Regions from separate parts of the Sus scrofa genome. Here regions 1 and 3 are each linked to region 2. A link is a contact called in public HiChIP or PLAC-seq and promoter capture Hi-C data. All regions are on one chromosome and are shown on one strand. Each heading gives the region's core, a stretch centred on a gene start, on an enhancer-like site or on the middle of the called end of the contact. The rest is flanking DNA. Distances are from core to core; before and after follow the strand shown. Region 1 holds the start of BAG3 (BAG family molecular chaperone regulator 3). Region 2 holds the start of GRK5 (G protein-coupled receptor kinase 5). Region 3 holds the start of RGS10 (regulator of G-protein signaling 10).

Region 1 (3,738 bases), core at 798-3,297, 400 kb before region 2:
CTTGTACTAATTTTCAAAAATAAACATACAATTAATTTCTTATAAATGTAAGTTGCTAAATATACCCTGTCTCACTGTTGGGCACCAGAACTTTATATACACTTTTAAGAAAAAAGTACATTAAAATGAAAATGGATAACAGATCTTTCTTCTGAAATAATGACTTACAAAGCCTTTAATTTGGTGAATTTTTAAGTCTTCAAAATAACTTACCAGCTCATGACTTTTATTTTTATTTTGCCCAAACAACATTAACGCTACCCTTAATGTAGACCTCTTTTTGCCAAGCTTTATCTTTTGAAAAAGCTCAAATGGACAGAAAAATCACGAGAAAAGTACAGTCATAATTTTTTAAACACTCATTCCGAGTTTATATTTTCAAAATTTCAGGCTCCTAAGGATTAAGAAGTATATACCCTTACATAAATGTAAATAAGGCATACATCTGTATTCACAAAAGCATTACTACTCAATTATTTGTGTATTAGAAACAAATCCTGGGTATTGTAGTAACATAACAAGGAAAGGAATGTATTGCCATTTAAAAAAAAACAACAACACTTTTTCTCGCCAGTGTGAGGCAATGTCTAAGTCAATAGCCAACTAGGCGACAGTCTCACGTCTTTAGTTTAAAATTGCCTGGGAGAACAGCATCTTTTTTTTTTTTTTTTTAACAAGTCATTCTAGAATATATTCTTATCGAAAACAGTTTCAAACAAGAATACAATTTTAATTTCAAATTCAAGGGGCGGGGGGGATGTATTTACGTCAGTCTCCTGAGTCACTCTGTGCCTCAGGTGGAAGACTGAAGTCAAGATACCCTCAAGCAAGTTCTGGAACTTTGGGAGGTAAAAGTCCTTAGAGATCCTAAGAGACCCCCCCATCCAAGCTTGCCAAAGGCCCCCTGGCGTCCGACCAAGCGTGATCAGCAGAGTGAAACCAGGCTCTCAGCCCTGGAAGCCGGGCGGAGGCCGCGGTGGGGCCTGGCCCGGGCCTCCGAGGCTGACCAGGCCGATCGCCCCTCGCCTCCTGGCCCACGGCCCCTCGAATCCAGCCGGTGGACCGGACCTGGCACCATGGGGCGGGTCGCACTTCCCGCCCGACCTCCGGAAACCAGATGCAGCCCAGAGAGGACAGTCCTCCCCGGGGCCTCCCCCTCGCCCCGACGCCGGCCAAGGGCGGGCCTGGGGAGGGGGCTCCTGGGACGCGGCAGGCCGACTCCTGAGAGCTGGTGTCCACTTGGGGGTCTGTACGTTCCCAGTGGCCTTCACTGACCTCTGGGACACCGGCGCGGGCGGGCTGTGGCCGGCAGGCACCCTGCTCCTCGCGTCCCCGCAGCCCGGCCCAGTCCAGCCCGCCACCCCCATCCCCGAAGCCCTGTCCCGCCGCTCGCCGTCGGGGCGCGGGGGGGGTGGGGGTGGGGGGAAGTGCTGGCCAGAGTGCAGCTCGGGTCCCGCTTACCTTGGGGCCCTCGGGGGCACGCGCGGGTCGTTCCACGTCGTGGTGCGGCTGTTGTGGTCCACGAAGAAGGGCCAGCCGGTTTGCGGATCGATCTTGATTTCCCAGCCGGGGGGCAGGGGGTCGCGGTCGCCGGCGCCGTTGCCGGACGCCATCTGAACCATCGGCGAGTGGGTGGCAGCGCTCATGCTGGGTCGGGGTCGGCCCGGAGGGGCAGCCGCCGGGGTGCCGGGTCACAGGGTCGCGGGGTGCCGGACTTCCAGGCGCAGAGTGGCTCGCTGGCCGAGGCCGGAGCTAGAGTCTTGTGGGCTGCCGACGTGTCCGGGAAGCCGGCGCTGGGCACCTTTATGAATTAAAGGAGGGGGTGACGTGGCCGGAGAGGGCTGGAAGTGTCTGGAAATAGCCTCCACGCTGCCAAAGGGGAAGGAGGAGATAAAGGGAGGTAGCAACTGGCCGGCTAGAAACTTCTGGTCCCATCCAGAGAAGTTGGCGGCGGCGAGGGCTGGATGCGGAGCTCCGCCCTGAGTCATCGGCTATAATCGTGGCGGGGCGGGGCGTGGGCGTGGTCACGGGCGTGGCCTCCCTGCCGCCCCTCCTCCACCCCACCTCCTCCCTCGCGCCAGCTTCCTGGGTGGGTGTCACCCGGCTGAGACAGCCTCAGGGTGGGCCAAGGTGCACCCGAGGCATCTCCCTGATGCTGGCTGACTGGACCAGCGAGCCCCAGGGACGTCGTCTTTGTGTCCTGGGCGGTTTCGGTTTTCAGACTGCCTCTTCCTGTTCTTAGGACTGGGAGTCCGCACTCAAGAGTATCTGCTGCAGTTCCTTATAAAAACAAAGTCATCGTTAGCCTTTAAAGTCTTTGGGTTTAAACCAGAGTCTCTCCCCACCTCTCATTTGTACCCCCATATACTGATACTCGGGGCACTGGTGTCCCTCCGTTATGTTTTAATCACTTTTCTCCCTTGGGCTTAACGGCTGTCGGAAGGAGCGCTGGAATGTTGACCTGACACAGTAACCAAGCCAGGGGAAAAATGGAAGTGCAAATGGAAACTCACCTGCCTTTCTTTCAAAAAAACCTGAAGACAGAAAGATTGCATCAGCCCATGGTTTTATGCTCCTGAACCTCATAACTCAAATAAGAAACTATCATTGCTGAACAACTTTAAAGAAAAAAACACATTATTTGGAGTTTTGGTCTTTTTTATGGTAGAGGTTGGTTCTTGCTGTCTTAAAATTTGAGCTTTACTTGAGAAGTAGGGAACAAATTGAATCATTAAATGTATTTGTTGGGTTGTTTCAATAATCGCACTTGCAGCCTGAACCCAACACCTCAATTCCTCTGGGAGAGAGAGTGTGTGCCCCCCAGAGGGAGAATGTTGGGGAGGTACTAGTTTAAATCTTTGGGCCTGAGACTCATTCCTTTCTCCAGAAGCACTTTGAGAAGGTGCCATGGCTTAATACTGGGCCCAATTTTCCAACTCAAATGCAGAGACTACCCAGGAACCCTCAGAGGCAATACCTTTCCTCTCTTCCTGCCCTCAAATTACTCCTTTTGGAGCAAACGATAAGAGGCCTACCAATCATTTCCAATGGAATGATTCTCACTTACACAGGTGTTCTTATCAGCTTTAAAGTACAAAATTCAGTTTTGGGAAAACGCAGAGACGATTAAGCCCCAAGGACTGACTCAGGTACCAAACACACAAGAGACTGATGTATAAACCCAAATGCCAGTGCACTAATTTACCCTAAGTACTACTATTGAAGGAGCTGGACCCTCAAGCGCCTTATTCAGTGGCTTTTTTGGAGGGGAGTCGCACCCCAAGCTTATGGAAGTTCCCAGGCTAGGGGCTGAATTGGAGCTGTAGCTGCTGGCCTTCGCCAGAGCCGCAACAACACCAAATCCAATCCGTGTCTGCAACCTACGCTACAGCTCACAGCAATGCCAGATCCTTAATACACTGAGCAAGGCCAGGGATCAAATCCACATCCTCATGGATACTAGCTGGACTCGTTACTGCTGAGCCACGATGAGAACTCCCGTCAGGAAGAACTTATTTCTGGAGACCTGAGCTCCAGAATCTATATTCAATAATATTGATGTATACTGAAGACTGATTCTAAAGTGAATTTTTATTTCTCTTTCCTTTACTCCATTTGCATTCTATGACAACTACATTTACACACTGAGAGCATTCTTTGCTGATGTTTTGTTTGCAGGTGCACTAGACAGGAGCAAGGAGGAAGCAAGTTCTCCTGGGGCTAATATCGTTGCTTCTG
Region 2 (3,273 bases), core at 145-2,644:
AAGTGTTTATATTCTTGACTTGGAATCTTACCCACTCCATGAAGATATTCCCTACCAGCCAAGTGCAGAAAATCTAATGATTTGCATCCGAAACGCATCAAGCATCAGCACACTTACCTTTCTCTTCTTAACTGAGCCAAAAAAAAAAAAAAAAAATTCACTTATCTCTCCCCCTCCCCAAAGGGGGAAAAAAAACCTACCCCTGAAATCCTTCATTATTTTCTAGGTGATCTGTACAGTCACTCTCTCTTGTCACTGTATGAACAAACGAATTCCTCAACATCTTACTTTGCCATTAAAAGGCTTCTTTCCACACGACGGGATTTCCCTAAGAAACATTCCCAGCGGATGGTTTCCAGCAATAGCCTATATCAACTCTGCCTGCGCAAGCAAAGACTTGGCTTCTGCTAATTCCACCCCCACCCCCAGCGCACACCAATTCACTCGCACAACCATCCTGGGCCGACTCGAAAAAGCTATTTCACTTGCATGTTTGCCCATCTCTTCCTGAATGAATGCTTTTCCAACTGACCTTTCAACAGCTGCCGAGATGGCACGATCTGCTAAGGTTAGAGCTGGAAACTAGGGGATATTTTAGCATCCTAATCCCTGCAACCTCAACGTTTCTCCTTCTCTGCCCAAGTCCAGATTCCCTGAGCACTAGGGCAGGAACCCTGAAGTGTTTGCAGAGCAGCTCTCTGAGGTGTCCTGCTTGCGACCAACTCACTGCGGGCATCCTGCATACTCACAGCCCCAGCCCACAAGCCGCCCGACACCCGCACCCCGGCCCGCGGCGAATGCGCCAGGCACCAGCCCTGCCTCTTACCTTCCCTGGCTTTCAGCAAGACCGTGTTGGCCACGATGTTTTCCAGCTCCATTGACAGTCGGCGGTCAGCGAGGAAGCCGGCCGGCGGGGCTGTCAGCTCCTAAGGGTGCTGCCGCTGCTACTGCCGCTGCTCGGGCTGCTGCCGCTGCTGCCGGAGCCGGGAGCAAGCAGCCCGCCTTGCCTACCGCATTATTCCGGCTCTTATCCCTCGGAGTTTTCCCCCTCTGCAAAGAGGAGCCGCCGCCGCCGCTTCTTCCTCCCTCTGTGTCCCCCCTCCCCCCTCCCTCAACTGTCTCCCCCCACCCCCCACCCTCCGCGTTTCTCTGTCACTCCATTCTCCTCCCCTCGGGCTCCCTCGGATGCTTTAATGCCTCGGATGCTTCTGCCTCCCCTCTGTCCCTCCCGGGGGTGTGGTACTAACTGGCTCGGGCGGCTGCACAGCGCAGGCGCCAGGATGGGCCGCGCCTCCCGCCTCGGCGCTCGCGGCGCGGGGCCTGCTGGGACTTGTAGTACCAGAGTCCACGAGCCGCCCTGAGACTTGTACTCCGAAGGCGGGCGCGGATAAGGGGTGGTCCGCGGCTGCGGAGGGTAGCGGGAGAAGCAAAGGCAGTCCGGCCGAGCCGGAGCCCCGGATTCGCACGTCCACGCCCGGGGCTCCGGCTCGCCCGCTTCCGGCCCTCCCGAGAACCCAGAAAGCGAAGAGCACGGACCACGGCGGCGGCGGCGGGCGAAGTGCTGCGGCCGGGCAGGAGCCGGTGCGGGTCCTGGGCGCCCCTCGGAGCGTGCCCGGGGTTGGAGGGAGGTCAAGCCAGCCCAAGCGCGCGCTGCACCCCCCTTCCTCCCGGTCACGCCGGGCCCACGCGGGGGCTGCAGCCCAGAGGCGGTGGCCAGGCGCGCCCGCGGGCCCTGGACGCGGCGACCGGCCACTGTGCGCCGTCTCAGACGCACACGCGCTCGGTTGCTGACAAAGGTGTACTTTGTTTCCTCCGAGGGCGCGAAGGGGTCTATGAGTCGGCGGCGACTCGGCACCGGCAACCGCGCAGCCCGAGCGCCCCCTGGCGGCCTCGGGGTGGATGTGCAGCGGCGAGTCCACGCGGACCGCGGCACCACCTCCTGGCCCTCTGCGCCTGGAACCTCCCGCGCTGCCGGGCTGCAACTCTCGGCGGGGCGGGGGGCGTGCATTCCGGCGTGGTAAGCGGCTGGTCCTGTTAATAACCTGCCTTCCAGCACCCGAGGCCCGCAAATGACCGCTCGTCATTACATGCAAACTCATTCCCATCAATAAAAACACAGATGGAATCGCTGGAGTCAGGAACGTTAATAAGAAACAGCACCCGGCCGGTATTGGGAATTAGTTTTCAAATTCTTTGCCTATTTATCTTGGGGCTCTTAGCGCTTTTCCACTGTATGTTCAGGACATCAGACCCCAGATCTGCGCTCAGCGTCCCTTGCTTCGTCTCAAGGCCCCCGCTCCTGGGAAATGGGACTTGGGACACCTGGGGTCTGCGATGAGTTATCCTCCAGTCTAGTTGAGGGGAGGGCTGGCCCTAAGGAACAATGAGGCCTTTGCCTCATCTGCATCCTGAAGGCCGGATATCCGTTCAGAAGTCGGGCCCCGGGCCTTCTGTGTCCTAAAGGAGAAAGCCTTCCAACCCCAGGGTTGCCTGGAAGTGGGAGGGAGGCGCCCAGAGAGAGAAAGGGAGAACAATTATTGTGCACTGGAGAAAACAAAGAAATGAATAGACTCTCCAGGCCTTGGAAACGTGGACGGTCACTGATTTAACAGCGCAGGATTGTCTTGTTTCGTGGTAGAGTGTACCCACCACCACCACTTCCTTGTATCTGCATATGGGTCAGTGGGTCTCCCTGGGCCTCACAAGTCTTGTCTGCAAAGTGGGGGCAATAACAGTTGGCTTGTCAGAAGGCAGGGAGCAGAGCAGATGACACCTCAGGCATCTTCCACTCTAAGAAATTATTCGAAGCATCCCAGCCTTGGCCTTGGCTTACATGTGCACCTGCCCAGAGCCCTAACTTACAGTGAAAGATTCTCTCAGACAGAATCCTAGAGCTGGCAGTATCTCAGAGCTCACCAACCAGTGGGCTAAAATTGAATACCTTTAGATGGCTAGTGCTCCACAAAGGCCTTCTCAAACTTTCTTGTGCATACAGATCACCTAAGGGATCTTAAAATGCAGCTTCTGTTTCATTTGGTCCAAGGTGGATCCTGAGAGTCAGCCATTTCTAACGAACTCCAAGCTTCAGTCAATCTTGCTGGTCCATGGACCACACTTTAACAAAGCTCAGCAGTTAACCATAATCTCCACTACTCTTTACTCTCTTTCTTTTTCTTTTCTTTTTTTTTTTTTTTTTTTTAAAGGCCAAACCTACCACATATAGAAATTTCTAGGCTAGGGGTCAAATCAGGGGTGCAGCTGCCGGCCTATATC
Region 3 (3,550 bases), core at 522-3,021, 310 kb before region 2:
GCGGGAGGGGTGTGTGTGTGTTTTCTTTTGGCAAGACTTAGGAACTGTGTGGTTCTGTACCTCGGTACTCAGGCTTTTGTGCAGTACATGTTGAAAACTGGCTTTTGGATCTTCAGACACTTGAAACAGGTATTTATAGCAGTTTCATGAGGACAGTCTTTTAGTGTCCTGAAACATTAAACCTTAATCGTGGGTCTTCATTCCTATACTCATTATCTGATATGCTAATGGGACAGTAAAAGTGATTTGAAGCTCTTCTATTTTCATTTCAGGAAAACCTGGCCCCTTCAGCTCAGGACAGATTCATAAGCATGTCCTAGGCGATGCCCGGTTTTATCAGGACACGGGGTGGACCTAGCAACATTCAGCTGTGCCTGACTTTTACCCATCGTGCCAGTGTCCTTATTTCCTGTGTTAAGATTACTTGTAATTTGGTCTCTGGAGACGTTTTCTGGGGAAGTGTGCTGCACAAAGTCCCTGGTTATTGCAATGAAACTGCAGCGACCTCATCTGGATCCAAGACTCTGCAGAGTTGAAAGGTCCTTCCTTTACAATGGATGAACCTGCAGCCTATAGTTTTAAGCATCACCCGTTCAGTCCCATTACAATGAGAGGAAGCTAGCAGGAGCCCAGCCCCAGAGGAGCCCAACAACAAGAGAAGCTTTTAAAATTGAACTTCGCAGCTGGGTTTTACTTTCCTGACCACAGTGGTCTCCTGGAGTTGCAGCTGAAAGCACCCCCCCCACACACACACCCCCCCTTCAGGAGTAAGAAAAGCCTCTCTATGCAGCAGAGGGGGCGCAGGGTGGGGGGGGTTAGAAATACTCTGAGGAAAGGCATACTTTGAGAGGGGAAGGGGAGGTAGGGAGAGAAATGAGAGGCAACCACAGAAGGCCAGGAATGGGCCGGGTGGGGTTGGGACTGAAGGGGTGGGTAAAGGGAGGAGGAAAAATTGGCGAATGGGAAGCTCAGAATAGCAGATATAAAAGAAAGTGCCAACTAGGGAAAATACTGAGAAAGGATGGGTGGAGGGGGATCGAGACTGGGTATAACGGTTGAGAAAAATAGCAATTAGTACAGCTAAAAATAAAGACCAATTTAGAGACAAAGCCAGATACACAAGGGGAAAAATAGGACTCGCCCGAAAGAATTTCTCACAAACCAAATCCTCAAGAAAATGGGGCTAATGACACCCCCTCTTGGTCTGTTTCGCAGAAGAAATGAGAATAGATTCGAGTAGAACTGGTGGCGCTGAGCAGGTGACTGGTGACAGAGGAGAAATCAGAAGTAGGGCGCAGCGCGGACCCTAGTGGTTCGTATTCCGGGCGTTGAGCTCAAAGGCCCTCCGGGAAGATGAGCCACGTGTCCCTAAACTTATTCCCTCCAGTCAGCTGGTGTGCGGGGCAGAGGCATCGCTCTGGGCTGGAACGTTAAGGGGTTCCTATAGAATTCCCTCGAGACCAGGGCTCTAGCGCCCAAGTTTCGGCACCCACGCAGCCCACCTGGAAGAGGGCGCGCCCACCCGCAGCAGCTCTGCTCGCTCTGCAGGTGGACACCGCCGCCCGGGTTTCGGCAGCGACGCCGCACTAGCTCTCGTGGCGGTGGGATGGCTCAGTGCCCACGGAGTCGCGGGACAGGCAAGCCTGGGGAGCAAGGATCCTAGATCACCGGGACAAGAAGAAGGCCGTTGGCCACGCCTAGGTTTTGCAGCACTTCAAGGCCTCGGCTTCCCGGTCTCTGAGCCGGGATGTGACCCCGGCCTGCCTCCCCGCCAAAGTGCAGGGAGTCAAAGAAGCACTGTGCTCCCGCGGTGCCGCTCCCGGTTCTCGTGGCTGCAGGGAGACGGCTGGGGGCCGGGCAGGGCGGGACTGCGGGCGTCTTCTCTGGCCAGCCCCGCGGGGCAGCGAGGGGTCCCTGGGACGCGCGAACCGCCTGGGCAGGGTTCCTAAGTCCTAGGCGGCGCAAACTCCTCCTGCGCTCGTGCGCACCATCCCGGGCGCTGAGCCGGATTCTGGTGTTTGGGAGTCACCCGTGCGCGCCCTGCCCGCCCAGGCACCCCGGGGCTGGACCGCGAGGCCTCAGCTGGGGTGGGCAGGGCGCAAGGAGCGCGCCACGCGGCGCCTGGCCGGGCGGAGGGCGGTGGGGCGGGGGCGCGCGCTCCGGGGCGGTCCTGAGCCGGCTCCTCCTCCTCCTCCTCGGCCTCCTCCTGCTCTTCGCCTTCCCCAGCTCAACCGCCCGCGCCGCCCGGCTGCTCCTCCTTCCTCCCCGGGGTGTCGCAGCGATGTTTAACCGCGCTGTGAGCCGGCTGAGCAGGAAGCGGCCGCCGTCAGGTAAGGGGCTCCATGGGTGGGGGACTGGGGTGCCCCCAGGGGCAGCAATGAGCCGCTCGAGCCGGCGATGCCGGTCCAGGGCATCCTTTCCTCCCGCCCGGGCGCGGCATCTTCTCCCAGCTCCGTCCAGCGTCTTTGCGGTTCCAGCCGCGGCGGGAGCACAGAGCCGCGAGAGGTGCGCCGGGGAGGAAGTTTGTCTAAAAAGAGGAACAGCAGCACTTTTCTTTTTAGTGAAGATCGGGGAGAAAAATGAGATCCAGAACACCCCCAAACTTTGAAGGTAGTATGGGATCTAGATTCTGAAAGCAGACCGTCACCGCCCCCGCCCCCCCATTTTTCTTGAGTTCTCTGTCTCTGCTGCAGGCGTTGGTGTGAATGATGCCTGTGCAGTGCCTGAGGAAGGCACGCCTGGACCCCGGGCATCCGGGCTGGGGCTGCCGAGCGCCTTCTGTTCTGGGCTGCGGAGCCGAAATGTGGGGTGAAGAAAGGGTGAACGCCAGGTGAAGGGCGTTCGCGCCCAGGCAAGGGGCCGACATTGCAAAGACTTCGGCTTGGCCATCCCTCTGGTCCAGCATTTGCAGTTCGCGCCCAGGCAAGAGCCGACTTTGCAAAGGGTTCGGCTTGGCGGTCACTCTGGTCCAGCCCGAGGACAATTTGGAGCGATTCGACAGGACAAAGAACCCACGGTGATGATGAAACCATGCCCTTGATTCCAACCATCTTACCCTTTTTGTTCATGATAACAGCTACGCCCTTTTGAGCGCTTAATGGGGACCACTCTCTGTGTTCACTCGGCTCTCGGTGAATTCTCTCTTCACTCTTAAGGGCAACCCAGTGAGATAGGTACTGTTCTCGCCCCTTTATGGAGAAGGGAACGAAGGGAAGCCAGGAGCTGTTAGGTAACTTGTCCCAAGTCACACTTAGGAAGTGATAGAGACTCTTTCAAACCCAGCTTGGCCCCACTCTGGAGGTGAGAGGTTTTTCTGTTGCCTTCCACCCCAGGAGTTGCTTCTGTATATACTCAGTGTGTACATGTTGGCTCATGAATTTTTGTCCCACTGAATATCATATTTTATGAGACACACAGTGGTTAAGAGAAAGGATGGAAGCTAAGTTGGGTGGATCCAAATCCCACCTCCACCACTTACTAGCTATGGAGCCTCCCTGTGCAAATAAGGATCCGCAAAATGGGAATAAAAGATCCCTCTTTAAACAGTTAC

Evidence for each region. Promoter capture Hi-C pulls out the DNA fragments that hold promoters and counts their contacts. HiChIP or PLAC-seq counts read pairs in DNA pulled down with a chosen protein or histone mark.
Region 1: a contact with region 2 is called in a promoter capture Hi-C map of fetal liver, with 2.8 times the contacts expected there. The contact joins the promoter of BAG3 here to the promoter of GRK5 in region 2. A contact is called at or near these places in 1 of 5 promoter capture datasets (fetal liver) and 1 of 2 datasets of contacts at active chromatin or transcription factors (alveolar macrophages).
Region 3: an H3K27ac HiChIP or PLAC-seq map of alveolar macrophages shows a contact between it and region 2. The contact joins the promoter of RGS10 here to the promoter of GRK5 in region 2. A contact is called at or near these places in 1 of 5 promoter capture datasets (fetal skeletal muscle), 3 of 47 Hi-C or Micro-C datasets (embryonic fibroblasts, epiblast stem cells and retroperitoneal adipose tissue) and 1 of 2 datasets of contacts at active chromatin or transcription factors (alveolar macrophages).

What each region holds. Positions count from the first base shown.
Region 1 is chr14:129,508,549-129,512,286 of Sscrofa11.1, reverse strand. It overlaps BAG3 (BAG family molecular chaperone regulator 3), which reads right to left and starts at 2,047. Exons shown (of 5, transcript XM_021073458.1): 1 at 1,458-2,047; 2 at 1,276-1,455. The coding sequence starts at 1,646.
Region 2 is chr14:129,112,054-129,115,326 of Sscrofa11.1, reverse strand. GRK5 (G protein-coupled receptor kinase 5) reads right to left here and starts at 1,394. Exons shown (of 16, transcript XM_001928584.6): 1 at 827-1,394. The coding sequence starts at 878.
Region 3 is chr14:129,422,371-129,425,920 of Sscrofa11.1, reverse strand. RGS10 (regulator of G-protein signaling 10) reads left to right here and starts at 1,771. Exons shown (of 5, transcript XM_001927416.4): 1 at 1,771-2,330. The coding sequence starts at 2,282.